Linked DNA regions of Anas platyrhynchos: region 1 is linked to region 2. A link is a contact called in public Hi-C data. All regions are on one chromosome and are shown on one strand. The core of a region is the stretch at or near the end of the contact, and the rest is flanking DNA. Distances in the headings are between cores, read along the strand shown.

Region 1 (3,005 bases), core at 408-2,907, 120 kb after region 2:
GGACCGAGACAAACAGCAATTATGGGATGCAGAAAGGAGCAAGCCCCCAGTGGTGCGTGGCTGAGTCGCTGGCTGTGCCTCTTGACTTCTTCTGCGACTGCCATAAACCCATCGTAACCACTCACCACCTCAATTTTAGGTGGAGGTAATGCTTCTTTCTCTCTTCTTTGCAGGGATAATTTGTATAAAAAGCACTTTGTGTCATCTGGCTATTTTTAGACGAGTACTCTTAGAGCAATGCTGAAGACAAACAAAACATACAGAAGAAACAAAAATCCTTTAAAATCATCCAAGAGCTCTCATCCCAAGATGGTTAAGTGGATAACAAAATCACTGCTATTGTCATCCTCCTGAAAATGAGCAGACAACTGTGGGTTGAATATTGACCACAACTTCTGTGTCCTTCCATCCTGTACCTGACCCTGCCAATCTTCCCCATCCCACCACCTCTATATACAGACCTGCTCCCTCAGCACCAGCATAAAGAAAAAAGGTTATGGTGTGACAAGAAGAAATACCAACTTTTATCTTTCTATCACTTCCTAAATTGGTATTTTCTCTCCAAAATCTTCTCAATTTGGTAGCTGATTTCTTCAGGGTATGCACAGCAGCACTTGCAAAGTGCCCTCCTTTGCAAAGCCTGCTTGCTTTGACCGCCTGCTGATGGCTCAGAAATAAGTGCTTACTGTCTTCAGCTCTGGTCAGCTGGCTGGTTCAGGGCACTTCACACTGAAGAACTTTCGATTGCTGGATTTAACAGCCCCCCTGCAGTCAGGGATTAGTTTAGTGTCAGGTGTGGAAGCAGGAAGGGAAAAGGCTATGGTAAGAGGATGAGACAGTGGGAACAAATGGGTTGTGCATACAAACACGGCTCTGAAAAGAGGTGGCAATCACTACCTCTATTGCCAAACACTAAGCACTAAGCATGGGACCCCAGGCTTAGGCTATGATACTACACCCTGACTGATGCTCTAATTCAAACTCCAGGCCACAGCTGGCTGCATCAGCGGGAGAGGCCAGGGAGTGCAGGATTTGCCTGGTAAGAACCCAAGGGGAGATCCTCAGGCATAACAAACAATAAAAATTCTAGAGGAATGAGGCCCACAGACACTTTTACTAAGTGGTAGGTCTGGGGCTACTGCTCTAAGTGGAAAGAAGGAGACCGTCAGCGAGCCAGACGGCTAAGCAGCAGTAAAAATGAAGGAAAGCAGAGCTTTTGTTCCCAGCCCGAGTGGCCCTACACCGGGAGTGCTGCCAAGAGGCTGCACGCTCCATCCTGCCGGCCTGCTACATGCCGTGCTTACAGGCAAGTGCTGGAGAAAAACACACCGGGTAGGTTTTGAAGTGACATAATAATAGCATCCGTCTCTATTTCAGTAGGTTTTGTAAGTAGATTTCAGGTACCAGGTGAAGAAATACGGCGCTGATAGCCATACCCAAAGCTATTTGCAGTGACAGACGTGCACACCAGCAGAGTTCAAGCCAAAGCACAGGAGCTCTGCACTCAGCTGATGGGCCTAAAACACGGGGTGGCGATACCCAGGCAAGAAAAGAGTTAATTGTGTAGGACGTAGCCATGGGTTTAGCATCCAGCTGTGTACAGGGTAGCAGCTGCAGGACGTTGTCATCGTTTCCCCTAGTTCCCCCACGGCTTGAAAGCAGGCTGCTATCATACTGATAGTAAGGGAAGCTGCGATAGTTTCAATTGCTTGACTTTTGGTTAGCTACCACACAACATGAGGTGTTTTTTTTTCATATCTCTATTGAAAATATTGCTAGTGCACACATTGTCATGAGCTCAGAACTTGCTTTGATTTTTGTAGAATTTGTGCCCTAATATAAGAAGGATTTTAATCAATGAATAACCCAAATAGTTTCATTTATTTATTTTTATTATGTGTGACTGAGGTTGCTGCTCACAAAACACATGTAGTGACTTCCTATTGTGTATACAAGATGCTAATGCTAAATTCATTCTTTGGAACCACTTCATGGTGTTACTCAGCTTCAACAGCATGAATGTAGACAACTTACAACAAGAATTTTTTCCATGAGCTAAAATGTAAAGGTGATCATATACAGGACACACTTTTTCTCAAAAATCTGTTCTTTAAAATGACCTAAAATATATATTTTTTCTCCCTCCCTCCCTGTATCTTACCACTGCTCATTTCCTGTTCATTTCAGTAGTTTTCTCAGCCATACACACAAATCCAATCTGTTCCTTGCCTTTCTCATTCACCTCCATACCAGGAAGATTTGTATCTGAGCAGTCTTTTGAGGTTTGATGATAGTCTCCACTGAATTAAAAAAAAATAACAAGGGAAAATTCACCCAAAAAGCTGCTGTATTGTGAGGAGAAGTAGGGGCTGGCTCAGCTGTCAGTAGTTTCAGTACAAGACAGTGGCAGTGCTGTGGAAGGTGCTTGCAGAGGCTAACTTTAGCCCAGTCAATCTAATCTCCCTGGCTAAATTAGGTTTGTACTCAGGCTTGCCCTCAGGATCCTGTCCTTGCCCTGCCTCTGCACAGAGCCTAGAGAGCTTAGGCTCACAAACAATACCTGACCTTTGCAGAGGTATTTGCCAACGCATTCATGGACTTCCACGAGCAGCCAAGGTAGGGCACAACAATGAAGTCACATTTTGATCTTCGTGGCATCTTCTGAGTACTACATGAAGAGGCAAACGGCATCCAGATCAGTTTCACAGAAATTCAAGTCAGTTTAAGGCAACAGAGCAGCTCAACCTTCCCACCTCACTTTCCTCTCTGCAGATCCCTCTCATTTACCACATGCCTCACACCCACATCCTCAGACCAGTGCAGGTGCCTGTGCTGCTGCCCGCTAAATCCATCTAGGTTTAAACCAACCTCTGAGTGCAGGGAGTCTTAACCTCAACCAATTCTGCTGCAACACATTTTACCACATAGCTGCCTTAATCAAAACAAAGGAGGAGAAAAATGATGGGAGATGGAAGGAAAGACCGGTGTGGGAGCAGAAGTAAACA
Region 2 (2,861 bases), core at 273-2,772:
CCCACAGGGGAGCAGAAGGTGGCCGTGAAGGCCTGGCCGAGCCTCCCCAGTCACACTCTGTGGGGCTCCCACGCTAATTTTGGGATGAGGCTGAGCTGAGCTGCCTGGCTGAGCCCCCCCAGAGAAGCGAGGGCATCATTTCTGGGCGCTCAGCAAAGTCCTTGCCTCGCTCGCTTGGGCCAGCCCAGCAATTATTGTCTGCAGCTGGAGGTAGCAAAGGCAGCTCCTGCCTCTGTGGCACACAGGGGAGCGTCTCTGATCGAAATGTGAGGCTGTGCTGCTAGGGGAGAAGCAGCTGAGGCACAGACAAGAAGCACGAGGACCATTTCCACACCAGCTGCAGGGGCTGGGCATGGAGGCCTTGCCTCACAGGCCCCAGGCCCAGGGGCTACAGCCCCCCTGACCTGGGGACCACCAGCTCGTCCCGAATATTGGTAGAAAAACGCAGCCACAGAGGTTTGGGCCGGTCAGTGTGTGGTAAAAAGGCATTGGGAGGGCGTCCGTGGTCCTGAGGGGTAATTTGCACCATGGTCAAGGCCTCACCGAGCGCTACGGAAGCCTCTCACCATCTCCGTTCCTGCTTTGATGACAAAAGCTGCCAGTGCTTTCCGGCTCCGAGCAGCTACTGGCTGACCATAAGCTGGCCAGTGAAGCTCCTGAAGGACTAAAGGTGGCTGAAGAACGGGGCGGGAGCTCTTTCCTTCAGCCTTAGTTTGTTGTACTAGTGGGAAAACAATGCTTTAACGCCATAACCTGCAGCCAGACTGCCACAGGCACAGCCTGTCTTAGGGACATGCATGTGGCCAGACCCTGTGTCCATCCCTGAGCCACCAACTATCACGGTCCCGCTGTGTCAGCCTCTGGTTCGCATGGCAGTGCTGCCCAGGGCTGTCACAGCAGCAGACACCTTTTGGGGCAGGCTGTGGCATTTCTTGCTCAGAAAGACAGCTGTGACGACCACAAAGGTGACCTGAGAAGGGGCCTTAATGAGAAGTTAAGTGAAGAAGATGCCAAACCCACAGCCAGGGCACACCTGGAGCTTCGCCCAGCCCAGCCCCGCTCGCAGCCCCGACCTGCACCAGCCCTGCTTCAGCTCCCGCATAGGACCAAGGCCGTAAGCGATGAGAAATGCACCAGGGCTGGCCCCTGTAGGGGCTCTTCATCCCCTGGCAGCGTGGGCTGAGTCCCTAAGAGGAGGACTCACAGACGCCGGCAATTAGACTGGCTCTGGGTTAACCTCATCACGCGCACCACGCGGTTACATTGGCACACGGCCCCTGCACAGACCATCTTAAAGCAGTTTCTTGGCACAGGCTAAATGAAAATAAGCCACTTTCAAATCCCTGACTTCTGCACGGAGACAAGACCCGAGACAGAGATTATGCTTAAGCCCGCTGCCACTTAATTTGCCTGGAAGCAATGCAGCTGCAGCAGTATTGGGGAGCTCAGAGGAGCCCGGCAGCACGCACACCATCAGCAGCTCGCTGGGGCTGAGCTCTGTGCGCACAGGCTGGACATCAAAACCTTATCAGCAGCTCCGAGAGTCTGGTGGCCGGGGATTAGTAAACAGTCGGAGGAGCTGATAACAAATTGCAAACTTTATAGCAAAGCGTGAGTTAATTCCTGGCTGTCATTGCTACCATCTGCACTTCCACAAAGACTTTGTTGGCAACCAGTCCTTCCGAGCAGCAAAGGCAGCCGCCGCTCCTTGCTGCACACAGTGCAGCCCAGATTGTGAACCCTTTCCCACTGCCATAAATCATCAATATCTGCACCGAGTCACTGGATTTACTCGGGTACGAAGGAGAAAAAATCTGCCACTGACAAATACAAAATGCGGATTTCAGTTGATTATCCTCTGTGCGCTTTACCATGCAGTCAGAAAGAAACTTTTCTGAGCTCCAGAATTCTAGAAATATTCCTTGCTAGGCTGCGTGCCTTGGCGGGAAGTATTTTGGGCTTAATTAAAGGCCTTTGAATCTGTGGTGATGTCCATAGAAGCAGAAGCCCTTACAAACAGAGGGAAAAGAGATGCTGAGCAGTGAAAAAGCTGTGGCAGCAAACGTCTTCTCACCATCCCTGAGAAGCAGATTTGCATGAGGAGTGCAGTCTGAATCAATCGTGCCCATGCTCCAGCCTCGCCTTTCCAGAAAGCACGAGAATTTGGGAAGCAGAAATAGGAGCAGTGCTGCAGGGCCGGAGGTGCACACAGCAGGGGTGAACATTAGATCCCCGACTGTTAATTCCTCCGTACATAACCTCAAATAAACATACATGTATACTTAGTTTCTCTCCCAGAAAATGTCTCCTCGCCATACGTTTTGCATTCGCCAGCCTTGGCAGGCAGTCAAGAAAATGTTAACATCCCTGGCACAAATCTTCAGCCTGTTCTTAACAACACGTGCAGCCCGTTCCTTCCAGCCCCAATGGTTTCCTTCCACCCTGCCACTCCCTCCCCCACGCATGGACCCTTGGTTTTTCATCCCCAGCCACGCTCTCCTCCTCTTCCTCTCCTTCACACAGCAAGGCACATTCCAAGTGTCTATTTCTCTATCTCTGTCTCACACATACGTCTTGCCGGGCAAAGAGCAAACCAGCAAACACGAGCTAGATATGGAAGCAGCGAGATACAAACACAGCCGCAGTCTGGACTCTGTCTGGAGGGATTTCTAGCTTGCCTGCAAGAGTGGATTTATGAGCTACAGCACATACTTATCAGTTAAACTGCTTGAAAGTAATTCTGCGTTATCCTGGAGCTGGGCTGGTATTCATCAGAGGGGCTAAGCCACGGGGTGTGGAAAAGAGGACTTAAATTGCCTCTGAATATCTGAAGACGACAAGACCCAAACAGATTTTTCTGC

Evidence for each region. A called contact is a pair of places that touch in the nucleus more often than the background predicts.
Region 1: a contact with region 2 is called in a Hi-C map of small yellow follicle, with 2.2 times the contacts expected there. The contact joins two enhancer-like sites. A contact is called at or near these places in 2 of 8 Hi-C or Micro-C datasets (small yellow follicle and subcutaneous adipose tissue).

What each region holds. Positions count from the first base shown.
Region 1 is chr1:64,571,589-64,574,593 of IASCAAS_PekinDuck_T2T, forward strand. No RefSeq gene overlaps it. Among named protein-coding and RNA genes, the nearest start is that of CACNA2D4, 15 kb to the left of the region's middle. Within about 2 kb of position 1,658, at least 3 of the 8 cell types and tissues checked have an H3K27ac peak or open chromatin away from gene starts, as enhancers often do. A contact at or near this core is called in small yellow follicle, where this site is marked.
Region 2 is chr1:64,452,684-64,455,544 of IASCAAS_PekinDuck_T2T, forward strand. The region is part of intron 36 of CACNA2D4 (calcium voltage-gated channel auxiliary subunit alpha2delta 4); the gene reads right to left. All of the region lies in intron 1 of LOC140002752 (a long non-coding RNA gene), which reads left to right. It also overlaps the pseudogene LOC140001402. Among named protein-coding and RNA genes, the nearest start is that of LRTM2, 16 kb to the right of the region's middle. Within about 2 kb of position 1,523, at least 1 of the 8 cell types and tissues checked has an H3K27ac peak or open chromatin away from gene starts, as enhancers often do. A contact at or near this core is called in small yellow follicle, where this site is marked.